2 separate regions of the Mus musculus genome follow, and region 1 is linked to region 2. A link is a contact called in public promoter capture Hi-C data. All regions are on one chromosome and are shown on one strand. Each heading gives the region's core, a stretch centred on a gene start, on an enhancer-like site or on the middle of the called end of the contact. The rest is flanking DNA. Distances are from core to core; before and after follow the strand shown. Region 1 holds the start of Scpep1os (serine carboxypeptidase 1, opposite strand). Region 2 holds the start of Ccdc182 (coiled-coil domain containing 182).

What was found. Promoter capture Hi-C pulls out the DNA fragments that hold promoters and counts their contacts.
Region 1: a contact with region 2 is called in a promoter capture Hi-C map of embryonic stem cells, with 4 times the contacts expected there. The contact joins the promoter of Scpep1os here to the promoter of Ccdc182 in region 2. A contact is called at or near these places in 4 of 39 promoter capture datasets (cranial neural crest, embryonic stem cells, liver and 1 more).

What each region holds. Positions count from the first base shown.
Region 1 is chr11:88,904,637-88,907,471 of GRCm38.p6, reverse strand. Scpep1os (serine carboxypeptidase 1, opposite strand) reads right to left here and starts at 1,544. Exons shown (of 5, transcript NR_045955.1): 1 at 1,428-1,544; 2 at 804-998. Gm23507 (a small nuclear RNA gene) reads right to left here and starts at 2,351; the gene lies at 2,245-2,351.
Region 2 is chr11:88,292,587-88,295,490 of GRCm38.p6, reverse strand. It overlaps Ccdc182 (coiled-coil domain containing 182), which reads right to left and starts at 1,448. Exons shown (of 1, transcript NM_028859.1): 1 at 230-1,448. The coding sequence starts at 1,395. The coding sequence ends at 937.

The DNA.
Region 1 (2,835 bases), core at 295-2,794, 610 kb before region 2:
TCAGTGCTGGCTTCTGCCTCCTGGTGATGTGGGGTAGGAAGCAAGAGGAAGTATAACACTCCAGTGGGGTGGCCATCTCAAGGAGAAGACAGCTATAGTTCTCTGGGGGCTACTGTGTGTGTAGGCTTGAAGCTGAGCTGAGGAGGAGCCCTTAATAAACAGGCCTACGGTGAGACATGAATAGGCCACTTGGCCCCAAAACTCAGGTTCTCTTTCTTTCTGTATTTATTTATTTATTTATTTATTTATTTTGGTTTTTTGAGACAGGGTTTCTCTGTATAGCCCTGGCTGTTCTGGAACTCACTTTGTAGACCAGGCTGGCCTCGAACTCAGAAATCCGCTTGCCTCTGCCTCCCGAGTACTGGGATTAATGTTTTTATTTTTTAATTTAATTTACCATCAGTGTAGGGGTGATACCTGTGTGTGCATGTGTCATATAGCCTGCACATGTAGATCAGAGGACAACTTGCAATAATTGGTTCTCCTCTTCCACCACGTAGATTCCTAGGATCAAATTCAGATCCTCAGGTCTATGTGGCAATTGCTTTTTCCACTGAGCCATTTTAAAGGCCCTTGTTATTTTTTTTTTTCTCCTGCCTCTGCCTCCTGGGTGCTGGGAGCAAAGGCATGAGCCACCCATGCCCTAAGGCCTCTCAATTCTTAATTATCTGTCCTTCCTCCTACTCTGGGTTCTGGAATGGCTATGTTCATTCATGCCCAGGCAGCTAGCTCCTGATTCTGGAAAGAATGGAGAACAGGGGGTAAGACATGAGGTTTGAGCAGATTCTGCGAGGTTATGGTACCTTTTGAAAAAGTAGTCTTGGACTGGCGAGATGGCTCAGCGGGTAAGAGCACTGACTGCTCTTCCGAAGGTCCTGAGTTCAAATCCCGGAAACCACATGGTGGCTCACAACCACCCATAATGAGATCTGACGCCCTCTTCTGGTGTGTCTGAAGTCAGCTACAGGGAGCGGAGTTGACCGGAGCAAGCAGAGGTCCTAAAATTCAAATTCCCAATAACCACATGAAAGCTCACAACCACCTGTATAGCTACAGTGCACTCACATACATAAAATAAATAAATAAATCTTAAAAAAAAAAAAAGAAATAAAAAGGAAAAAGTAGTCTTGATCAAGAGACCACAGGAGTGGCCTTATGGTAAAGGTAACAAGCCAGGTCCACTCCTAGCTGGAATCTCTGTATTCCTCATCAGTGAGATCTAAGCTGGGCCTGAAGCTCCAGCTGCTCCTCCTGCCCTGCTAAGATGAACCAAAATAAATCCTTCCTTTCCGTTGCCTCTTGTCAGGTATTTGGTCTCAGTGACAGAGAATGTATCTAATCCGGATGTTCAGAACACAGCATAGAACATCATTTCCAAGACTGGAAGAGACAATGTCCTTCTTTGCCCATGTCTTTGTACTGCTTACTTATTCTGCAGGGATCCGTGTCTCCTCCAGGCAACTTTGTGGAGAGTTGCACTTCCAGGAGATAAGGATGCAGAGCTAGCCAGCAGCCACCAACCGGAGGCAGAGTCTCCTCTCACTAAACTTTCTGGTGAGACTTAAGGCTCAGCTGACAGCTTGACTATGACATCATAAGAAGCCAGAGGCAGCTTGCTAAGCCTCACCTGGACTCCTGACCTAGAAAAACCATTAGGTAACAAAAGCTCTGTTGCTTTAAGCCATGACCTTTTGGGGCAAATTGCCACACAGCAGGAGGCAACCAAGGAACTGCCTTGTCTCAGATTAAAAGAATGATGGTTGCTGTTAAGCTGGTGTGGAGGCAGGAGGATCAAGAGTTCAAAGCTAGCCTCAGCTACGTGGCTGAGCTACAAGACACTGTCTCAAATGACAAGAATGAAGCGTTGGGAACAATAGAGCCTGGGGTAGATAAGAAATGTTAATGAAAAGCTGGGCTGAAGAGATGGCTCAGCTGTTAAGAGCACTGACTGCTCTTCCAAAGGTACATACTGCGTTCAATTCCCAGCAACACACGGTGGTTCACAACCATCTGTAATGGGATCTGATATCTTTTTCTGGTGTGTCTGAAGACAGCTACAGTGTATTACACATAAAATAAAAGCCTGCAAGGGTTTGGCTTAGTGTGTGTGTGTGTGTGTGTACACTCATGCTCTGTGAGATGCTAACAGAAAGACAAATGAGGCAACTTCTTTCCTGGGGTACATGTGTCCAGGGATATAATGTATAATTTAATTCTTATTTTATTTATTTATAAACATATATATATATTCGTGAATGCTTCACGAATTTGCGTGTCATCCTTGCACAGGGGCCATGCTAATCTTCTCTGTATCATTCCAATTTTAGTATATGTGCTGCCGAAGTGAGCATTGATTCTTTTTTTTTTAAAGATTTGTTTATGTTTTAGTACACTAGCTGTACAGAGGTTATGAGCCTTCATGTGGTTGCTGAGAATTGAATTTAGGACCTCTGCTTGCTCTGGTTGGCCCCACTTGCTCCAGCCCAAAGATTTTTATTTATTATTATAAATAAGTACACTGTAGCTATCTTCAGACACACCAGAAGAGGGTTTCAGATCTCATTATGGATGGTTGTGAGCCACCATGTGGTTGCTAGGATTTGAACTCAAGACCTTCAGAAGAGCAGTCAGTGCTCTTAACAATTGAGCCATCTCTCCAGCCCGTTGTTTTTTTGTCTGTTTGTTTGTTTGTGGTTTTTTTTTGGTTTTGATTTTGGTTTTGGTTTTTCAAGACAAGGTTTCTCTGTGTAGCCCTGGCTATCCTGGAACTCACTCTGTAGACCAGGCTGGACTCGAACTCAGAAATCTGCCTGCCTCTGCATCTCAAGTGCTGAG
Region 2 (2,904 bases), core at 199-2,698:
AATGATTACACACTCGGGGCCTGGGCTTGGAGCACTAGCCATTTGTTAACACAGAGAGAGCACATAAGAGAGTGTTTGGGGTTTGCTGGTTAGTTGACTATTTGAAAAGTGCTGTCCTGCCCTCAGGAGATACCTGTGGGGGCAGGCAGTAATGGGGGGGGGGGAGAGCATTGTTTGATACATGGCCAGACACCCTAGCAACTACTGTTCAGAGAGTCAAATAAAGGTGTCAGTTTCACTGTTTTATTGTGCGAACTTATAGATGTCACCTTGAGTGCAGTGGCGAGCCGAGAGTTCCACCATCAGAAACCTAACAAGGTTCACCCCACGGAGCAGCCTGTCTTCGGGGTAAATGGAGAGGAAGCAGAGTTGAACCAAAGCAGTAAGGAAAAGAGAGGACCAATAGTCCAACTATGCAAGCAGACTGAAACGGCGAGGTCAGGAATTACACAAAGCCGGCCGTCTGAGTCCAGTTCAGGATGCGGGCAAGCCCTCTCTCTCACTAAGCCCCCAACCTGTCTCGGTATAGAACACACACTGACAGGTCTCAGGAAACCAATTGTGAAGTGATAAATCACGAAAGCCTGGAGTCATTAAAAGAAAGGTTAAATCTGTTCAACACAACCAGTTTAAGAATACTCAAGAAAAATGCCCCTACATCCAAGCAACCGTACCATTACAAACGGGAAACAGTTCGAGGGGATGGTTACAGGTCTGACATAGTGTCTGGGGCCTCCTTCCTTGACGAGGCTGGATAAACGGAACTTCACCCGAAAACCATATTGAGGTCTTTTTTGCCTCTCTGCATGGTGTTATTTTGGTAGCAGGAAAGCAATAAAAATGGGGCAAGGGGAATAAATGGGGACTTAGCGTTTGTCCTTCCATTAAAAAACAATCTTGCCCGCCAGCTCGGGCGCACACTCGGGCGCGGGCCGCTCAGTCCGCCTGGCTCTTCCTGATGGCTCGCAGCGGGTTGTGGCTCCTGACCAACATGTTCTCCAACCGCTGGCAGTGTTCACGAAGCTGCTTCTCCCGGGGCAGGAGGAAGGTGAGGACCTTGTTGCGGACGATGCCTCGGTCCTCCTCCTCCCTCAGCCGCTGCTTCACTCGCGCCGCCTGCTCCTCCTGCTGTGCCAGGACGCCACTCATCTGGCAGAAGGCGTCCTCCAAGTAACGGATGGCCTTCAGTGCCTCCTCCTTGAAGTCCTCCAACTCCCTTTGTACCCCGGCCACCTTCTGCTGTAGGATCTCCAAGTCGGCCGGCAGAGGGAGGTAGGAGGGCCATGACTGAGACAGGGAAAGGTCCCCAGACTGGAGCCCGCTTTCCACCATCTTCTTGCCCTGTAAGGTATTCACCTTCATAAGAATGGACCCTGCCTGAAAGAGGGCTTCCATTATCTCCTTCTGCAGAGAGGAAGCCAAGAAACTGAGTCAGAGATTTGGGAGCTAGAAACACTATCACTTGAAGTCGTTGGACCCATCTCATTGTGACATCACGACCCTTCAGCCAATCAGAAAGAAAACCCCCAGTTCACTATTTTGCATATTGTTGGTAACCTACAGATTTACTGCGCTTCCCAAGTCTCCTGAAATGAGGCTTTTCATTAATCGGTCACCCAGTCAGAACTGGCGTTCAAGCGTTCCTTTAACCCCGAGGGCAAATCTGAGGGAGTGGAGAAAACTGGCTAAGTCAAGGCAAGCCAGGTCAGGTTCACAGGCTGCCAAGACCGAGCAGTCTCCTACCCCATAAGGAGCACAGCTGATTTCACGGCCTGGTGTCTGGGCTTCCTCGGGCTCACCAATAGGACAAAGGCATTCTTAGAAATGATGGTGCAAGATGCTAGAGGAGTAATCCCATCCCATATCCATATTCCCGCAATGGCCAGATGATGCCAGAATGCATAGGTGATCGACTTACTGTGATAAATGTGTGTGCTCTTAAAGGGTGGTTCACAGAAATGCCCGAGGGATAAAAGTGAGCCGTTCATATTCATTCAGTTAAAACTTCCCGGGTGCTTGCCGGATTCTGGAGCTAGGGAATGAGTGTAAGTAATGTTTCCCAACGTTCCTGGATGGTGGCAGATAGGAGTCTGTGGATACGGGTAAATCGTGTGGTTTTGCCTGGTTACTCTAACAGAGGCAAATGTTCCTAGCCACATGTGGCTCAGTCCAAAACTCTGCCTTTGTATATTGCAGTCTCTTGCCCAGACCTCCCACTGGGACTCCAAACATAAACGCCCCCCCCAACAACCGACCTTGAAGCCAATCCATCTAGAGCTAGATAAATTACCTCTTCAAACTGGTTCCTGCTCTCCTATCCTACCAATGACCCTTCCTGGGACAGCAGCCACAGCAGCATCTAGTGCCAAGTTTTAAATGTCTGTCTCCTTCCCACCTCATGTTGAAACTGACATCCTATCAGCGTTGAGAAGTGAGGGGCTTTTGAAGGCAGAGCATATCAGATGGATGGTGTCATCTCTAGAATGGGGTTCATTACCGTAATCATCTCTGCTTGACCCCTTTTCTGTTTCTCTTGCCACCTTTGCCTTTCTTCCACATGGGAAGGCATAGCATGAGAGTCCTCACCAGACACCAGCTCCCTGATTTTAGACTTGCCAGCTTCTGGGATTACAGAATTACAGGGAAACAAATGTTTTTGTTGTTTTGTAGATCTCTCAGCCTCTGATATTTTATTTTGTCACTGTGGAACAGCACAGAGTAAGCTCCCGGGGGTTAAACTAGACTCTGCCACTTCCAAGTGACCTCGAAGGCTGTTGTTAGGTCTCTTATCTCTGAGCAGCCTATCACCCACCTTCCCGCACTGGAGTCCAGGCTTCACCACTTAGAAGCAAGGTCTCACTGGTAGATCACCTTTCCCCCTAGAGACCCTGTTTTCTTCTCTGC